Linked DNA regions of Mus musculus: region 2 is linked to region 1. A link is a contact called in public Hi-C data. All regions are on one chromosome and are shown on one strand. Each heading gives the region's core, a stretch centred on a gene start, on an enhancer-like site or on the middle of the called end of the contact. The rest is flanking DNA. Distances are from core to core; before and after follow the strand shown.

What was found. A called contact is a pair of places that touch in the nucleus more often than the background predicts.
Region 2: a Hi-C map of cerebellar granule neurons shows a contact between it and region 1, with 2.7 times the contacts expected there. The contact joins two enhancer-like sites. A contact is called at or near these places in 2 of 484 Hi-C or Micro-C datasets (cerebellar granule neurons and cerebellum).

Annotation. Positions count from the first base shown.
Region 1 is chr10:49,635,941-49,642,510 of GRCm38.p6, reverse strand. All of the region lies in intron 2 of Grik2 (glutamate receptor, ionotropic, kainate 2 (beta 2)), which reads left to right. Among named protein-coding and RNA genes, the nearest start is that of Grik2, 150 kb to the left of the region's middle. Within about 2 kb of position 2,405, at least 7 of the 459 cell types and tissues checked have an H3K27ac peak or open chromatin away from gene starts, as enhancers often do. A contact at or near this core is called in cerebellar granule neurons, where this site is marked.
Region 2 is chr10:50,194,650-50,201,219 of GRCm38.p6, reverse strand. No RefSeq gene overlaps it. Among named protein-coding and RNA genes, the nearest start is that of Gm35632, 5.3 kb to the left of the region's middle. Within about 2 kb of position 2,284, at least 8 of the 459 cell types and tissues checked have an H3K27ac peak or open chromatin away from gene starts, as enhancers often do. A contact at or near this core is called in cerebellar granule neurons, where this site is marked.

The sequences.
Region 1 (6,570 bases), core at 1,156-3,655:
CTTTCAATGGATACAACTTGATTTTTGAGAATATGAGAAATATATCATTAGCAAAGTAGTAAACAAATATGGTGCAGATATGGATGACACCTTTTACCATGAACAGGCGGGCCTCAACTGAGTGAATCTTTTCAATGTTGACATACTAGGAGAATGGCTACATAATCCAGGTTGGAAGCTCCATTCCTAACGACAGCAATTTCCTAAAAACTCTTTGGATAAACATAAAGCTCTTAGATTAATTATATAATTGGCATTATCACAAATTGTATTTTTATTCTTTCATTTTATTTTCCTGTCTTATTTCTATTCAATCTACTTATTTTTCTTATTTTCCCTACCATATAGTACTTAGTACATTCCCTGGACAAATCTTTCTGTTGCTCCTGTTCCTCTTTACCAAGTACCATACCCATCTCCCCCACTCCACAAAGTCAAATAAAGTCTTTACTCAACTGTTAACTCTGCTGTATAAAAGCAGGGCGTGGTGGCATACACCTTTAATCCCAGCACTTGGGAGGCAGAGGCAGAGGCAGGCGGATTTCTGAGTTCAAGGCCAGCCTGGTTTACAAAGTAAGTTCCAGGACAGCCAGGGCTGTACAGAGAAACCCTGTCTCGAAAAACCAAAAACCAAAACAAACAAACAAACAAAAACAAACAAACAAACAACCCCCCAAAAACAACAAAACAAACAAGAACAACAACAAAAAAAAACTATGCTGCATAAAATTTCATGATTGTTGTCATTAATATAAAAAAGCCCAGTGTAATATTGAAATGTGAAAACAATAAACATGGAAAACAGTTTTCTAGAGTTTACATATTTAGTGCTGAAAGAATATGACTATTACAGTTCTCCTAAAAGTGATTTCAGCCAGAGTGATAAATGTTTCTTTCACAGATCAGAATCTTTTCACTTAAGCATTGCACAGTAGCATTGCAGAGTGATTAACCTGGTGTCCCGATGCTGGTTCTGTGAACATATTCCATACTTTATCTCTACTTTGTCTTTTAAGTTTAAAGTTATTATGGATGTCTTCTATTTTATATTTGGAAGGCACTACAGTAAGGAAGATTAAAGGGAAGACTGGAAACAAATTCAAGATGTGAAATTACTTTGTCATTTTCCATTTTCTTTCCTTTGCTAATAAAAAGTCACTTTACAGCATGAGATTTTCAGCAAAGTATTTCTTAATAATTCCGTATTCTAGTTTTAAGACAGAACAAGAGATCTTAACATACAGAATTGTTGGAGTTCTGTATGATCTAAATTATATATATATATATATATACATATATATATATATATATACAAGTTTGTATATGTATATATATGTATATATATATACATATATATATATTTGTTATTTTTATTGTCAAGACAATTGTACAATAACGAGTTCCCTTTGACATTTTCATACTTTGTTCAAAAATACAAGTGACCTACACGCAATGATTGCAGCATTGGTGTGTATGAATATTTACACTATTTTATTACTTCCTAAATTAAGCTAGTTAATACATATGTAGTTTTAGGACCTTTCACATTCTGCCTTTTCTATTTTCCTGTAACTCTCATTAATTTTAGCTACTTTATCTCATGTTTCATTCTGAAGTGGATTCCTTTTATGTACATTATTGCATTTGACTCTTTTTTTTATATGAGGTGTAATACCAGTGAAAGCAGAGAAATTTTTTAATGATCCTTCTCTAAATTACAAACATATGTTAGTTGCAACATGGTGGCACCTGGGTGGTCTATTGCTTTCAACATAGCTATTACCATAGTCTACTTAGTCATATCCTTGATTATGATTTTATTAACAGTTATAGTATATTTAGGACTTTGAGAAACTTATGTAAACACTCCACACTTACTATATCAGTTACTCTTTCTAAAAGCCATATAAAGTGTGTAACATCATTATTCTGACATAGACATGGAAATTAAGAAATGTCATGATTCCTCTGAGTTCATCATGACCTCATTGTCTCAACAAAACCCTTGTAGCTGCATTGTTTCCTCAAACATAGTACATTGTTCCTTCTCTAATTTGATCCATATTTGAAAATGGCCAATGAGTGGATGACAAACCTAATGTCCATCATTTTCTTTAGGGCAGCTTTGAGGATAGATTTGGGGGATACTAAATGGGTTCAATGATTGAATCCATGGATTGGTCTGTCATTTTGGCAGGCATTGAATTAGAGGCACAAGCACGTACAGCTTCCATTGTGGCATGAAAGGAGAGTGAGTTCCTGTGTCTGGATTCACAGAATACCTCTAGGACAATCAAATGTAAGAGGCCCAGCTACAATGAATTACAAAAATGATGGCCTGTAGAACTGCTCTGTGTGGAAGAGTCCAGCTGGGTGGTGTGGGGGAGGAGGCTTGGCACTTCACAGAGACAGATGCTAGAATGGATATTGCAGGTGGTTTTATGTTCCTTCATGGTGGGCTCATTGGCAGATCTTTCCCTTGGCTCTTTCAGTTTAATCCAAACCGGAGGTGACACTGTCTCTCTGCTGGCAATGACCTTGCTCACCTTGCCAAGGTTTTCCCAATACACATTAGAAAATATTTTTTGTTGGATTTTCATCTGATTTCAGTGAAGCAACACTTTTCTTTTAAATTATAGTGAACCATTTTATGGATGGGACATCTATCTCTACTATTTTGATTTTGAACCATATAAGTGCCAAGATAATGACATCTATTTAAAATCTTGTTCTTGGTTACATATATATGTAACATTTGCAAATATATATTTAAAACCAAAAGATAAAAGATAGCACTTGCTGAGTGGTTCCCATGCATCAGTGTTTCAGAAATTTATATAGATTCTTACTTTTAAGTTTTTCTTATTCGACCAGTTTTATGGGAAACTATAATTACCCTTAGATTCCAAAGAAAAGAGAAAAGAAATTGAAAATTATTAACTTACCTAAGACCACAAAAATGTAGCCAATTAGGTCTTGCAGTAATTCCACTATATCCAGAAACTACATTTTAACCAAGACACCACTTTCTTTCGTATAGTCTTCTTTCGGCCAGGTACTTTATTGCACAAAACATTTTCTGTACTCATGAACAGAAAAATGCATAAAAAGCTCTTTTGCCTAGACATAGAAAATTATAGCTTGCATTGTGTATGTGTGCGCACACATACACAAGTTTGTGTGTGTGTGTGTGTGTGTGTGTGTGCACATGTGCACGTGCTGTCTGTGTGTTGTCTAGTTACTACTGGCTTGAGAATAGGAGACCTGAGTTTTTATTTTAATCAGAAACATTGAACTACATGAAAAAGAATCCTTGGCAGCAGCTGTATATTCTCACTTTGACTTGAAAATTACATTCATTGATATCTTTTTAGTCTTTGAAAAGAAATCTATTGTCCATTATAGCTGCTGCTGCTGCTCTGAACCCTTTTGATAATTGTCCATGCAGAAGCCTGTTCTGTGTTCTTTGAGAAATAATAACGGTATACTGTACTTCACAGGTGCGAACGTGAAATGATTTGCTCTATCATTTTGCTTGCTTAATTTACAGCTTTCTGTATTTAATTATGCCTATTGTTCATAGATTGGATATTGAGAATCCAACAAAGATGATATTTTGAATCAGCTTTGTAATGTCATTTAGTAGGTCTTACACTGCAGGATACTTAAATCTTTTCTTCAATTGTGACAGTTTGGATATCCTCAGGGGTTCCAAGCTGTCTTCAATTATACCAGCTATCTGAATGTGGAATGTAAAAGTACTATTATAGTGGAAAATTAAATATTATTTTCCCCAGTTTTACCTTTTTAATAGTTACTAGCTTCTGCATAGTCACTATTTTATATATATATATATATATATATATATATATATATATATATATATATATATATAATTTTGTATATGTATTTATAAAATTATGTGCAAGCCTGCTGTGGATATAGTTTCTTCAAAACCATATATTGTCACTGGGTGGTTGAATACCTTGGATATATGTCTATATTACTTTCCTAATTATAGAAGTTTAAGACTGCTATATTTATTTTGAAAGTGAGATAGAATCATGTAAGTTTTATGATCATGGGAATTTTGCTGTTATTTCTGCATTCCCCTTGTTTTGAATGGTATTGAAAATCTTGGGCTTGAACACATATGTCTCATCGCGTGATACTACCCTGCGTTCAAAAATGGACAGCTTTATCTGATGTGTGTGATCTCAAAATTCTTGCTGCCACAAGATGCTGAAAGTTGTGCTTGATACATTATCCAAAAAACCACTCAGAATGAAATTTAAAAGAAGAGAATAATTCTCTTTTTATAACTGTTTTTTTTTCCTGGCAATTTTTAATGTGATTATTTGGGAATGCTTTGCATGACATTGGAAAATTAGTGGCTTGGGTGACATCTTGGCTCTAGATGACTGGAGGTGATCACTTGTTGATTCCCTAAAACCTTTTTGCATTTTTGAATGCTGTTACTTTGAGCCTTACTAGTTTTTAGATGCATGCCAGGCTAAGGATGTGTCATTTAATAATCTATATACTTAACCACTATTCATGGACATGCAGTTATTTTTGTTGATTCCTTTAACAAATAAAAGCTTCTGCTCCCAGAAAGAACCTGGCACAGTTTAGGTCCTGATAATAGAGGTGAACAAGACCAACGTGACCTCTAACTTGGCCAGACCCATGTTAGGAATTTTGAATGTAGAGATGTAAGCGGACATTCCTGTACACAATCCTTCTAACTATTTATGCTTTGGTCCTGTTAGCTTTGCTCTTTTCATTGTTGGAATCCTATCTTGTCACAAAAGCCAAATGGATACTAGTAGGAAATAGCAATATATTAACCTATCAGGCAAGATGTGATTGTAGGGGCCTCTCACTTTCTGATAATGTGGCAAGGGTTATACATTAGGAGGGTGTGGGTAAAGCTTCAGCATCAAACATCGTGCTGACCTGAGGAAATAAACTAAAATGAAAAGTTCTGGATGAATTTTAATTTGTTCTGTGAGCAGGCTTATCTGTATAAGGAGTGGCTGGGATTGAGTCAGTTTGTGTATCTGGTCCTATACTATAGGTAGAAGGAACAGACCATCTAGTATTGTAGAAAAAAAGAATAGCATGAAACTGTGAGGAAGCTCATAAAAGTGTTGGAAAAAAATCAACTCACACACTGTCATCATTTGGCAGTTGAGGAAGTTTCGGTTGAAATATCTCAAATGGCATGTCAGAATTGCAAAAAAATTCCTGAGCAGTTTCTCGGTGCTGAAAGAGTGAAATGAGGTTTTAACTGCCTGGGTTTTAAGATGCTAATCCTAAATATTAACCCAGAGTTTCTAGATTTCTTTTTTTTTCTTTCCCTCTGGCAATACTTTAATGGGCTTATGTGATTATTTTACTACTTATGCGTTCTCTTCTCTTCTCTCTCTCTCTCTCTCTCTCTCTCTCTCTCTCTCTCTCTCTCTCTCTCTCTCTCTGTGTGTGTGTGTGTGTGTGTGTGTGTGTGTTCAAGTGTTTGTATATATGTTGAGGACAGAAGTTAATATCACACAGCCCTCTTCAACTTTCTTTTGGAGGCACAGTATTTCTCCTGTACTTGAGGTTCCCTGCCTAAGCTAAACTGGCCGACCAGCAAGCTCCAGGTTTTCTTGTGTCTCCCCCCTCAGCACAGGTATTACAGGCCTATGTCAGTACACTTGTCTTCTTAACAATGCACTAAGGATCAATCTAACGTTCTTTGGATTGCCTATCAAGCACTTTTCTGAGACATCTCTCCCACGTCTCCTTTTGGAGGTCTTTTTGGGTGAATCTTGTACATCTATTCTTACTCCTGCATTGTATTGTACAGATGATAATTCTATAGTTAGAAAAAATAATAATGAGCTTTTTGATTTGTAGTTTTTCCTCACTCAAATTTTCACATAGTCTCTCCATGGTGTTAGATATGGGAAGGAAAGTTTCATGTGATGTGAGCTTTTTAGATTTGGGGATGCTTTTATGAATATAGTGCAATGTTCAACACAGATGTATCTAAATTGCTGTTCCTACACATGGGATTTGAAGAGGTTTTGGTTCAACATACTGTGATGATATTATGTCTCTAGATGCTTCAAATACACTTGATCAAGATATCTCTATCATCTGGGATTTTCTCTTACTATTTCATTGGTGCTCATGACTGATCAATAGGGAGTAACCTCAAATACTGTACCTGAACTTTAAATTACTGTAATCTCATAAATTTGGATAGTTATTCACAATAAAATGGTTTTAAATTTTGTTATAGTAGTGAAAATGAGAATGGTTACATTACTTTTATATCAAATCTATCAGGCTTACTATTTCATTCTTTAATAAACCTTTAAGGGGTTATTTAACATTCCTCAAGAAATTTAATTTGGGAATCTAGGCTGATAATAGAAGCAATTGAAATACAGCATCTTAAATGCTGTGAGAAAATGTATGAAGTTGGTATTATACGTTTACTATAACATAAATGATGTTTGTATGATTATAGTTTTATTGAGAGGTAGCTAAATGGTTCCATCATTGTTGTCAGGGTTTGAA
Region 2 (6,570 bases), core at 1,035-3,534, 560 kb before region 1:
AAACAAAGCTTTGTGAGTTTAAGACTGAGAATATAAAGCAGATCATTGATTTTCTTATTCTCTGGGTAATGTACTCAGGTAAGGAGAAAGTATGTGTAAAAGAATTCATGGTGAGTTACAAAGTAACAGTGGCGGAGAATCACAGTAGTGACATCTACACCTGCCTTCAAATTTCACAGGATAAGTCAGGTTGGTTGAGTGATTTTTCTCCTTATCCATAGGTGTTGATGGGCTGTTTTATCCTCAGGACTAGTGGTCAGAGGAAGGAGTTAGGATAGGGAGCACATTAAGAAAGCAGTGAGAATGGTGGGCCTTGAGTATGGGCTGCACAGAGAAGTCAGTGAGTGCAAGTAGAAACTCTCCAGGGAGAAGCCTGCAAAGCACAAATGAAGATTTCACTGTTGCTGGAGGAACAAGCTGGGCGAGAGGCACTTGAAACCAACCTGGAGGAACGAAGACCATGGGAGTGGGTGGCTGAGGGGGAGAGAGAGCGTCCTTGGAGATGTTGAAGCAGCTCTAGTCCATGTGCAGGCTGTTGAAGTGACATGCTGAAGATGATAATGGTTCCTAGGGAAACTGTGATCCTCTACAAACGACCGTGATTGAGCAAGTCTTTGAAAGATGGTTTCAGCCAATATGGGGCTAGAGTGACCTGTCTGGTTGGCAAATGAAAAGACTCTCTGAGAGGTCTGCAGTGGAGCACACCCTCGATAATGTGTGCTGTCCTGCTGCAGGCAGGTAGGGAAGGTTCAAAGGGAAAACATACAAACAAATTCTTTCCTTAAAAGGGAAGGTGGCATCCAGATGCCCTTTAAAATATTCCAAGCAGAGGGGAGGAGCGTTTGATGATTCCAGGGTCCAAAAGGCAGGGGTGCGTATGAGTTATAGAACCAGGTAGAAAGATGATACAGTCCGAAATAATGTATAATTGAAAGAGCATTTGGAGGCAAAGGCCTTTGAGTAGGCTCTCTGGAGTGACAGTTGTAGCTGCTTCTGCTTTTACCTCTGCAACCAGCATCACTTTTGTAAGGCTAACCTGTGTTCATCTCTCCAGTAGCTTTTCCTTTGTTTTGGGAGGAACTGGAGTTTATCCATCTTAGCATTTCTTACTCACACTAGATGTCACTGTTGCTTGCCTCCTAATTTCAGTCCTAAGCTTAGTCAGTGTGATTGTTCAGTGTGGCAGTCATCACCCTGAGGCCACTCTTTGCCTTACCCACACAAAGACACACACATAAGGTTTAATGAGACTCTGGTGCTTATAAAACCACTGAAGTGTTAAATAGCTTAGGGTTAAACAGAGCTTCTTATGTATATATTCTAAGAAGCTGATTATTTAGTTTTTTTTTTTTCTTTCCTTTTTCCCTTTCTGCATTAGGGAATTAAAAGGCTGTGCATGAACTCAAACTGGAATTCTATGCAAAAAACAAACAAACAAACAAACAAAAAACCAAAACCAAAAAAGAACCATTTCTTCCTACTGTAAAAATATGGCATTGCATTCCTAAATTCAAACTTGGTTAATAAAGGGCTTCCTGACCCTCTGTTTCGGGGAGTGGGAAAAATGGTGTGAAATTATACAGATATGTTCATCACCTTGATGTGTGGTAAGCTATTGTCTAAGAATGTATGCAGTGTCTTTACGGTCTGTTCTAGTGGCACAACCATGAATGTTTTCTTCATCTAAAACAGATGAGGGATTCTGCCAGCAAAAGAGAGTGTTGGTAGTTATTTGGGCAACTGGTAATGGGGCAAATGTTGAAGTCCCTTTTACTATAAGAACCTGAAGTCACTGATAGCCAGGAAGCTATTGTTTCTTTTTTCCCGACAGAAACCTCTTCAGTCAAGAAGAGTTTTCAGAGAAAGGGAGATTGAAATAGGCAATATTGCTAATTTTCATTTAAATTTCACAGAATACGTTCACTAAACTATTCAGTAGAAATATTTATTGCATAGCTGACATGTCTCAAGCACTACTTACAGTGCTAGGGACACCATGTTAAACAAAGGCGAGCTGGTTCTCCTTGTGGACTGTTGTGAGATAAAAGAGGCCAAAATAAATAGGAGACGACTTTGTCTCCTTATAGTGCAGTAGAGACTGAACCAGAAGGAAAGGATGGTGAATTCTTGGGTACATGTAGGTCTGTGCTAGGCTGGTAGGAGATAACAGAGTAGACGGGAGGACAAAGACTATTTGTACAGAGAGAAACTTGACCCACAGGTCCTACTTCAGAGGGCTTATTCACAGAAGGGAACAAAGGCTGAACAGGGCAGCTCGCATGGGAGAGGACAGAAGGCTGGAAGTGATGACAGGTGAGGATTTGGATCTACACATGTAGGAATCTTATGTGTCACAGGATCAGGGCTTAGATTTTTCTTTTTTTCTGAGTGCAGAGGTGAATGACTGTGAGTTTTTAAGGAATGGTAAAGTGATTTGGTTCGTCTTTTAAACAGATTGCCCAGAATGTTCCCTGAAAGCAAGCAGGGACCCGAATGAAGAGTTAGGCCATCTGTTAGAAAGAAGGAGCAGTGAGCTGAGGGAAGATGGTGATGAATCGGGCAAGGTCACCGGGGGAAAGCTCTGAGATCATTTCTTCAACAGTCCAAGGCTTGAAGTTCCAGTTGGATTTTTTTTTAAACCAGTTAGTTATGATAGAGAGGAAATAGGTAGTAGAAGAGGAAGGGACCAGATATTAAAAGGGCAGAAAAGGACCTAAGAGCATTTCCCTAACAGCTAACTCTATCAACCAAAGTCCTTTTTCACGCTGCAGCACACTTACTGCTATTCAGAGGACAAAGGTGAGGAGGTGAGGGTTGCTTTACTCTCATTAGAGGTGACAAAGAAAAGAAAGCGACAATGTCAGTAGCACAACATATGGACTCCCCTGGGGCCTGAGGCACAGGACCTCATAGTTACCTTTAAAGAAATCCTTAAGGGACCAGGAGAGGGGGTGGGGGTGGATACTAACAGCTGTGCTGAGCTTCCCAATAAACCTTCATGTGAAAGCTTAAGAAAAAGAGGGTGGGAAGAAGGTATAAAAAGGTACAGCACACACCACTTATGTGGGGCTGAGTGGCAGATGGGCCTGTCGTTCACACACCTTACTGTATTAGTGTGCTCACACACTGACTTCAGCTGATTCTCCCATTACCCCTGTAACCAAACGCCAGCTGCACACACATGCCATAGGGCCGAGGGAGGATGGTTTACAACCTTGCTGTTCCATAGACAGTCTGAACTGGAATCCAGAGCCTTGGGCTCAGGAATCATGCTTTGGTGGCTCCTAAAATCTTTCACTGGTTAGATACAGTTTTTCCCAACTTACGTGGAAGTGGACATGTGGAATGTTTTTCTCAGTGTTTATTTTTTATGAAGAAATCTTATCATTTACCAAAAAAATCCATTTTCTTAGTTTTTACTGAGTGTTTATAAAATATTATATATTATAGCCTGACCAGGATAAAAATCTTTGATGTTTTCTTTTATCCTGATCTAACTGTCCAATGCTTAAAAACCATGAAGGCTTTTGACATACAAATAAACACTATGAGTAGCTAATATATTCCTGTCAAATATTATTTTAGGACACAGAACAATAACGTGCTGGTTATCACTGGTAGCCCCTTACAGTAGGGAATTCTCCAGGCATCATTCAGGGCTTTGCTGCAAGTGTCAGAGGGAGATTCACCTTAACTTCAGCAAGAGGGCTGTGCTGTCAATATATCAGGAAGCTCTCTGGTTAGTTGAGAGGCCTAGAGATTGAGCAAACTGACAGGAATGCAGGCAACAAGGAACATAGTGAAGGTCACAACAAAGGAACAGCCTAGAAAGGACCCACTGCTACTGTGCCACACTAGCACCACCCCCACCTTTGTAGATGCTTCGTGGAATGCACCCCAAGCTGTCTTTATTTCTTTTTGTCACTTGTGTGCAATTCCAAATGCCTGGCAGAATCATCAGATTAGCCAAGCTTTAGTCACCTGCCCAACCTGTAGGTGATAGCAAGAGGTTGCTCTGAATCCTTTAGATATTCAGAGATGACCTTGCCTTTTACCACATAGGGAGTTTCAGATATTACACAATGAAGAAGCTACAAACATGGAAACTGAGAGAGCAGAATATTTAGGCATAAAATATTCATAAGAAAAATTTAAGGTATCTTGAAAAGGCAATTTGGTTATTGAAAGAAACTACATCAATGATCTCAGAATAGCTTGAGGGCAGGGGAGGGGGTCACTTCCTCTCTATTTGCATACGGATGATCTTGCCAGCCATTTGGCTTTGTGTTGAGAATTCCAATATGTTATTCTGCAGTTATTGGAACAAAGACTGGTTAGCATCTTTCTCCCATTTATTTCATTTATGTCTGATAGGCTTTGTGGGAATAGTCTGCAACCCAAGTCATCAGAAAGCCTTTTACACTTTCCTTCTGGCTATGTCTGATTTTCAGTATGCTTGGAGTAATCAGCTTGTTTGTTTGTTTGTTTGTTTGTTTAATGGAGCACATTCAAATCAGCTCTTCTCCCTGCCCCAACCCCAAAGGAAGGTTGTGGTTTTGAATTTTATTATTCCACTCAGAGATTATGCATTTGTGACACCATATTCTGAAATGTACACTGCCAACCTATTATATCATTCTGAAAATGATGGGACAAAGTTTTAATTCATGCAGTAATTATAGTGTTTACCCCTAGCTTTCAAAGCAGAGATCAGAGGACATCCAAGGGACTGTTTGAAATCTTCTTTAATGTAGCATGCTTACTTTTATTATGCAGGAATTTTATGTTCCTGTGATAGGAGGATAGTCAAATTAGATCCATTAAAAATGAAAAATGTCATTATTAAAAATGTAGCCAAAATAAAATTAACAGTGTTAAATGTTATGGAAATTGCAACTGTCAGAATAAAGCATCAAGGAACTGCAATAGAACTATTTATTTAAATCTACTTAAAGCAACCAATCATTAATCTTGTCTTAGCAGGGACTACTCATTATAGTCTTGATGCAGTGAGACGTTACTCAACAATTATTTATGCCCCCTATTCACCTGCAAAATCTATGAAAATTATGACTATAGGAAATAAAGTGTTTGTATCATTCAATGTTCCTTAGTTCTCTTTCCCTCAACATTTATGTGACAATTTCAGATATATTTCTGAAGTGTATAAGTATGGTACCAAATAAGCAGAAGAGACAACTTCCATTAGACCTTTGAAAAGAGGAGCAGATACTCTTTCCTTGTTAGAACAAATATAGAATTAATACATAGAAAAAATAAGTTGAAATTTCAGTAAAATTCTTTGCTGTGTATATTTTAGAGGAAAAAGTTCCCATTTGAAAGAGAATAAGTGTTATGTGTGTTATGTTTCTAGCATGTACCAGCTGTTTATTGTTTCTTGATATCACACTGGCTTCCTATTTGACCATTTCTCAAAGGTTGAGTATGGAATAAATCAGTCTTCTTTCTTCTCTTCTCTCCCCCACCTGCCACCCCTCCTTTTTTCCTCCCAACTCCATCTCTCTCTCTCTCTCTCTGTTATCAGTGTGGTATGTGATATATGTGTGTGTTGTGTATTAATGTAAATATGCAAGTGCATATATCCCTGCATATGCACATGTGGGGTCAAGTATAGGATGCCCTCCTCCAATCTCTCTGTCCTTTTCTGGAGAGATGAGGCCTTTCATTGAACCAAAAACCCATTATTTCTGCTACAGTGGCTGGTCAGCAAGCTCTTGGAGCCTACATTTTTGGATCTCAGTACTCAGTTATGAGCACACAGAACTGTGCCTGGGTTTTTTACCTGGTCCTAAAGTGTTATGACCACATGCTTGGATACCAAGCCCTCTAATACACTAAGCCACCTCTCTAGAACAGCAAACATGTTTTCTACTTTATCCAACTTAATCTTTGAATTATACCACAAGGTAAGTACTATAAGCTCCACTGTACAATTAAAAAAATTGAGGATGAAGAACAAGGGTATACTTGTACCTGACCTTGGTCTCTGTGTCTATACTGACCCTCTGTATGGCACTGAAGCCTTCACACAGACTACCTTCTTTAATGTCCTTGGAGTAAAATCATGTTATTGCTTACCATTTTTTTTTTTTAAGATTTATTTATTTATTTATTTATTTATTTATTTAATGTATGTGAGTACATTGTTACTGTCTTCAGACAGATCAGAAGAGGGCACTGGATCCCATTACAGGTCGTTGTGAGCCATCATGTGGTTGCTGGGAATTGAACTCAGGATTTCTGGAAGAGCAGTCAGTGCTCTTAACCTCTGAGCCATCTCTCCAGCCCCACTTACAAGGTTTTATTTGAGAGCAGAGGTCATATTCCAATTTTGGATATCTCTTCCTTACCTAGGACTTTGAGGTTCTCAGAAGACCATCAAAATGATTTTTCCATACCTACAATGAACCTCTCACAGAGATCACTAGAGTGTTCTATCAGAAGTTCAGGAATCCTTGGCAGAGACTTTAAAGTTATGTCCTTGTAGCTAACTGAGTATGATAGAGATTGGGGTAGATTCTTAAAATCATGACCAAGAACAAAGGTCTG